2 separate regions of the Hordeum vulgare genome follow, and region 2 is linked to region 1. The links are chromatin contacts, called in public Hi-C maps. All regions are on one chromosome and are shown on one strand. Each heading gives the region's core, a stretch centred on a gene start, on an enhancer-like site or on the middle of the called end of the contact. The rest is flanking DNA. Distances are from core to core; before and after follow the strand shown. Region 1 has its middle 5.9 kb from the start of LOC123433634. Region 2 holds the start of LOC123428525.

The links. Hi-C and Micro-C count contacts between places; a contact is called where the count stands out from the background.
Region 2: a Hi-C map of leaf shows a contact between it and region 1, with 3 times the contacts expected there. The contact joins the promoter of LOC123428525 here to the enhancer-like site in region 1. A contact is called at or near these places in 2 of 6 Hi-C or Micro-C datasets (leaf and seedling).

The regions. Positions count from the first base shown.
Region 1 is chr2H:500,499,265-500,502,861 of MorexV3_pseudomolecules_assembly, reverse strand. No RefSeq gene overlaps it. Among protein-coding and RNA genes, the nearest start is that of LOC123433634, 5.9 kb to the left of the region's middle. Within about 2 kb of position 2,046, at least 1 of the 3 cell types and tissues checked has open chromatin away from gene starts, as enhancers often do. A contact at or near this core is called in leaf, where this site is marked.
Region 2 is chr2H:501,039,390-501,042,629 of MorexV3_pseudomolecules_assembly, reverse strand. It overlaps LOC123428525, which reads right to left and starts at 1,397. Exons shown (of 3, transcript XM_045112750.1): 1 at 546-1,397; 2 at 95-443. The coding sequence starts at 1,397.

The DNA.
Region 1 (3,597 bases), core at 797-3,296:
CAGATATATAGAATAAATATAACAATACTTATGTTGTTAATACAACATCATAGATGGACATAGATAAATATTGACCACTTAAGAGATTGAGAGACTATTTATAGTCTCCAAATATGTCGGTTGAGGCATATTCAACCATCACATTCTCCGTGCCCATAGGGTCACATCATCATTATTGATGTGAGGTTGAAGGTTGAAGTGAACTTCAAACCTTTGCCATTGAGGTTCATTGTGTCCGAGGAATTGCTCATACAGAATAACCAGATGTTGAGATGTGAATCAATATATCGCCTTATGATGTATAAGACAACATTCTTCTGTTAGCAGCGTGATCCTGACGAGAGATGAATCTTACTGTCTTGGATTTCGCACATTATCCCACGAGACACAAGAGTGATCATGTTGTCCTTCGCCCAGGAAGGGCAGCGGTGGCCGTTGAGGGCGATGCCTCGAATTCTCTAGCCATCGGTTACTAGAGATAATTAATTTACGATGAGTAAATTAAAGACCATCATATTTGATGTTCTAATGAACTTAGCAAAATCAATGGGTATTTTAAGAAGTTATCTTGAAACCATTAGTGTGAATCTGAAATTGCTAAATATGACACCTTGGAGATAATTTTTAAAATGGAGTGGATCTCTGAGCACTAGGGAGTATAATGTGATGAAATAAGTAGATACTCACTCGTAATGCCTTATGTCATGACTTAGAAAAAATGTGTGGGAGAGCACTTTGTAAAGCAATCATAATGTCGAAGACAAAATGTAGGCTTTATGAGTAGTCATCGATAATCTGCGTAGGCACTAGATCCATATGACTACCTTGTAATCCCAAGCATCAATTTAAAGAAATCACTTTGAATTTTGCATCTGTCTTTGCAAGAAATTGAAAATCTCAATTGCAAATAGACGTATTAATCTCGACATGTAGCGAACATGAAGATACATACATTCCGGAATACATAGTACTCAACACAAATACACTATTATTATAATGAATAGTAATGATGTTGGAGACTTGATATTCAAGTGAAAAACTTGAATTATATGGACCTCTAAATTAAATGAGATGATCTTGTATCTAGTTGCAAGATAATTCAGCAAAATAAATTAATATTTTGTAAGAAAAAATAAATAATCTCAGTCGCAATGATGTTGTTTTGCGAGAGAAGAAAATTCTCAATTGTAAATCTATACTTTAGAGGTATTGAATTTATCTTCACGAGGGGTAAAAATCTCAATTGCAAATAATAGATGTAATTAGTCTCAACATGTAAGAAACATGAAGATATATTACATCAACATATTATATGGAATACATAGTACTCAATATATTTACAGAAATTTAAGCACTAGTGTGGTCAACTAGTCGGATAAGAGAGAGAGCGACTAAAGAAATCCAGTAGCTTTCTATCCCAAATGCACATCGAGGCAGGAGGCGACGCCAGCGCCGGCCGGATGGCCGCATCACCGGAGATGAGAAAATATCCCGCCGCGCTCATCCACAGAGGAGGAGCCACCATGGAGGTGTATGCCAGGCGCAACAACTTTGAAGGCGCTGTTCGCGAGCCCGAGCGTCGCTGGGCTCCATGTGCCAGCGCGGTCGGAGTGGCCGCTCGACGGTGGGCTAGCCACCAGGACGGCGAGGGACATGAGGCAGTGGTGAGCGCTTCACAGCGAAGGCGGACCGCGGCGGTGCTAGAGGAGCCGCTCACGCGGAAGCCAAAGCTTAGGACGGAGGCCCTAGTCGACACTAACACGAAGGCGAGTGCGTGATAGGTAGCGACTCGACGTCGACGACCACGGAGGTCGGAGACGGCAGCGATGGTGCCAAAGATGGCCGGGCAATGGGCTGCACACCGCTCGCCGTCCTCAAGAAGCCAAGCTAGGAGGAGTGCTCGCAGCCGCCGAATCGGCTGCCCACCGCATCGTAAATAGCTTTGGCCGTTTCAGCGGCTGCGCTGCACGGATGGCGAGTGGCCGCTAGTTCCAACGCAATGGAAAATAGGAAATCACATGCTACTTACTTCCCTTTGCATTAGTGGTTGTTTACGTTGATGTGCCTGAATACGTGGAAAATGGAGAACCACTTCATTGCTGTATGGCACAGATCCAGTCCTTGAATCAATGTTGGAAATAAGTCGTGACGAAGCACGGTGCGACAAGCGTCGGTGTGCTAGGTCGGGTTCGTAGCGGTGCGGTCGGCGTCGGTGCGTCAGGTCGGTTCCACGAGCTGGGTCATGACAGTGCGTACATGTGTTGCGATGGTGTGTGTGCATCTGAGTCCGCTGCAGCCATTGGCGATCTGTTGGAAGGCCAAGTCATAGTAGACTAGTGTGAGCACGTCGTGCGCTTGGCCGCAACGGAATCGAGCAAGTGATGTTAGTCGTGCATGCACAAGTGGCGGTTGTGGCCGTGCATGTAGGTTGTTAATGCATGCATGGGTGGATTAGTTAGCCAGAGACCGATTAGTTAGTGCGTGCGTGGTTAGCAGTCGGATGTGACGGCAAGGTTAGTGTGCACGCATGCGAGTCGTGGAGTTTGTGGCTCGGGCTGTACGTGTAGGTCAGCTATTTAAGTTGTAACTCTGGTTGCTTTGAGGGGGGAGTTAGAGCTCTTGAGTAAAAGGCTGTACGTGCAGCCGGCCGTTGGTCGGCGGAAAATTTCCTGTGTTCAGTGTTCAACTCGCTCTTCTTCTTCTTCCTTCGTCCAGGCCAAGAGTGAGAGAGCAGTCCCAACATTTGGTATACAGAGCTTCGTTGCGATCCACTACGTCGACCATGTCCATCGTCCCGTACGGCGCCGGAGGGAGCACGTTGTCGCTCCCCGTGCCGATGCTCACCGGTGACAACTATACCGTGTGGGCGATCAAGGTGGAGGCCAACCTCGACGCGCAAGGGTTGTGGGAAGCGGTGGTTCCGGCGGAGGACTCGGCGGCGGCGGTCATCGCGAAGAAGGACAAGCCGGCGAGGGCATACCTCCTCGGAGCGCTCTCCGAAGACATCCTGCTGCAGGTGTCATCGAAGAAGACGGCGGCGGAGCTATGGGCGAGCCTGAAGACGCGGTTCGTCGGTGCGGACCGGGTGAGGGCGGCGCGGCTCTCCACTCTCCGTGGTGAGTTCGATCGCCTGCGCATGAAGGACGGCGACGAGCTGGACGCGTACGCCGGAAGGATCAGCGGCATGGCAGCAAGGTATGCGGCCCTCGGAGCGACGCTTGACGACGCGGCAATGGTGAAGAAACTGCTCGACACTGCGCCGGACCGGCTGTACGCAGCGGTGGCCGGATTTGAGCAGTTCTGCGACGTCGACAAGATGCCGTTCGAGGAGGCGCTCGGTCGGCTGAAGGCGTTCGAGGAGCGAATGAGGCGGCGCGCTCAGGACAATAGCGGACGTGGCGGTGACCAGCTCCTACTCACGGCGGCTCAATGGGCGGCAAGGCGACGTCAGCACGGCGGTGGCTTCGACCACGATGATGACGGCGCGGGCAGCACGACGTCGGGCGGCGCAACAAAGCGACGAGGAGGCCGTGGGCGCTGCTACAACTGTGGCCAGCGTGGACATTTCCGGCGGGAGTGCCTGAAGCCACGTCAGGC
Region 2 (3,240 bases), core at 148-2,647, 540 kb before region 1:
AAACGATACGATACGGTACACTAAAAACGCCATGACCAGCTACAGTGCTCCTTTACAATGGCGATTGGATACGATGTGGTGTATGCATGCTTACCTAGCGCCTGCCTCTTCTGGTATGAGATGTGAGTGGCGTGGAAAGACATGAACTTGGAGGAGGTGTCGAGGCTGTCCTCGCTCGGGGACATCTCGTCGTCGTCGGATTGGTCGGAGTCCGGGGATGGGGGCACCTGCTGCTGCTGCTGCTGCTGCTGCTGTAGCTGCTGCAGCTGCAGGTACGACTTGCTGGGCGTCCTGGGGTTCTCCTGGTCACGCTCCACGGTGTTGATGGTGGCGTCGGCGTGCCACGCCGCGGCTATGCTGGTGATGGCCTGCGTCTTGTGCGTGATCTTTGCGGCGCTGTGCAGGCAGATGAGCAGGCCGGCGACGAGGCTCAGGGAGCAGAGCTGAAGAACGCGCAAGAACCAGTTAATTGATTACATATATGTGGAACGAACACACGATCGAGCATGCACAAGCACAGCAGCACCGGCCGGGGGAAACGTTACCGCGAGCTCGCCGGCGGTGGCGATGTTGACCTGCGCGTGGGGCCTGGTGGCGCCGAGGAGCGCGGAGAACTGGCTGGCCGTGACGAGGAGGAGGCAGTACATTATGAACTTTCGGTACCGGTGGCTGATCCGCCGGAGCTGGTCACGGATGCGTCGGTGCTGCCCCAGCACGGCGGCGACGTCGGCGCACTGGCCGAAGTCGCGCGCGAAGCCCGTCATGCGCAGGATCTGCAGGTAGCATATGATCCGGAACAGCACGCAGGCCATGAAGAACATGGCCGTGCGGTACATCCACGACGCCATCTCCATGGCGCACGCCGCGGCGGACCACCACGCCGGGAAGGGCCGGTGCACGAAGTACCAGAACACCTTGTAGGCGGCGTCGGCGAGGAAGCATGGGAGGACGAAGCAGGCGAGGAGGTGGAAGGAGCCGGCGAGCTGCACGGTGTAGCCCGCGCGCACGTCCTGGGAGTCGTGGCGGAGGCGGTCCAGGTAGAGCAGCCGGCGCAGGCCGCGGCGGCGGATGAGCGAGGTGAGCGTGAGGTAGGCGAGCGCCGCGGAGAGCGTGAGCGAGAGCTGCACCTGCGTGTCGTAGGAGCGGCGGGGCATGGCGACGCGGGCGGCCACCGGGACGGCCACCGCGAGGACGGCGAAGACGAGCCACGAGGACGCGGCGCTGGAGCCGTCCGAGTGGTCGACGCACATCCACCGGAGGCAGGAGCGGAAGCTGCGGAGCTCGTCGCGCGCGTGCGACATGCAGCGCTGGTACGAGCCCCTCCGCCGCAGCAGCAGCGGCGCCGACGCGGGCGAGGGCTCCTCGCCCGTCGGCGACGGCGGCGCGTCCCCGGCCATCCCTGCGCGTTTCCTTTGTCCTGCCGATCGTATCCTTTGTCAGGCGGCTTCCGTTTTACCGGCCGTCCTGGTGTTTAGGAGGGGTAATAATAATAATATTTGCTGTATTGAGCTAGCAACATCTTTCCTTGCTCTCCGGGGCCGTGCGTGGAGAGATGGAAATGCTACAGAGGAACGGAGAGACATGTACGAGTATATATCTTGTTGCTGGCTGGGAAATGCTTGTGGCTGTGGATCTGCATTCCGTAATGAATGATACGCCTTTTGCCAAACATAAAGTTAAATTCATATTCTCTTGTAATGAATCTCGAGCATATTTTTTTTCCTTGAAAAGGAAGAAAAAAACAGCACATAGCTCGAGTACTACTGTACTAGACCAGAGGTTTCACGGCCCTTATCAGCTTTTTTATAGTACTCTCTTTTACTCATGAGATTGTCATTATATGACGGTAATGTGTGATACTGATACGGAAAGCAGTGTATCTCGTGCGAGGCAAAGAAGTTTTTTGCTCGGAGGTGGACAGCGAACGGTATCACAGATTCACCTAGCAGCCAACGGCGTGGAAAAGCAAAAGTGAAGGCAAGTGCAGATTTTGTTTTGCTTTGTTTTGTTTTGTTTTGGGGGTTGTAAATTCCTGCAGCTCAACATCTTATAGCCGCATAAACCAAAGAGCCGATCGATCACTGGGCTAGCACGGGTGGGTGCGCATGCAGGCTGAGGTACAGTCGCCGCCAAAGGCTTTGCGTTTGATGCTGCCAGTCACGGAGCAAAGTGTCGAGCTTGGCTGGCGGGAGTAGCTGCAGAGCGCGAATAAATGGAACGCCGTGCCTTAACCGCCGACCACACGTAGAGCTTGCGCCGCGCGACGAGCGGGGCAGCGGGCGAGACCGTGCCGTGGTTTTGTTCTCGAGGCTTGTTCGGTTAATCCCTTTCATAAAAATTAAAAATGACTGAAGGGGATTAAGATGGAATTTGACTTACAGAAGATTTAATCTCTTCCAATCTCCTTCAAACCCCTTCGAAAGTGAAGGAACCGAACAAGGCCTGGATTGTTATGGCACGCCGACCTCATCTTCTTCGGCACCGGAGAGGGAGACTACCGTTCATTCCCGCCAGCCAAACTGTTTCCGCCGGTGTGCTGCTTCTTTTTTAGGGATGTCAATTTTTCTAGGGATGCCAAACGTGCTGCTACGCTGGTTCAGGCCCAAGCCCACAGGAAGACAGGCCTGATTTCCTTTCCGGACGCGGGTTGTGTGTCAAGGCAGCGGCTGGGCCCTAGCAAGCCCAGAGTTCATGGCCACCACACGGGATTTTACAGGGAAAATCCTATATGACGCCTATTGCGTCCACGCTTCGCACAGGAGAGGTGCGCGTGAGCCAGCGAGTGGGCAGGCCCATTTACAGCGCTAAGCACATTTCTGGTTTGGGGAACCTTTCATGTCGTTTTTATCGGTTTTGGAAACCTTCTATAGGGTTTCCTGAAGCGATTTTTTTCTGGGATTTCTATTTTTTCCTTGTGTTATTTTTTGTTTCTGTTTCTTTTTTCTTTCTCTTCTCTTTTTTGTTTATTTTCCAAACATTTATAAATATTAAACATATTTTACAAAAATGTTCGCGTGTTTTAAATTTTGTTCATATTTCAAAAAATGTTCATGGTTACGAAATTTGTTCTTAAATTAGAAATATGTTTGTGTTTCCGAAATTTGTTCATATTCCTCAAAATCTGTTCATAAACTTAGAAAAAAATCATTCTTTAAAAAATGGTCATGCTTTTAAAAACTGCTAAGAAATTTTTATTTGAGCATTTAAAAAATGTTCTTATTTTCGAAAAAAAATTCAGAA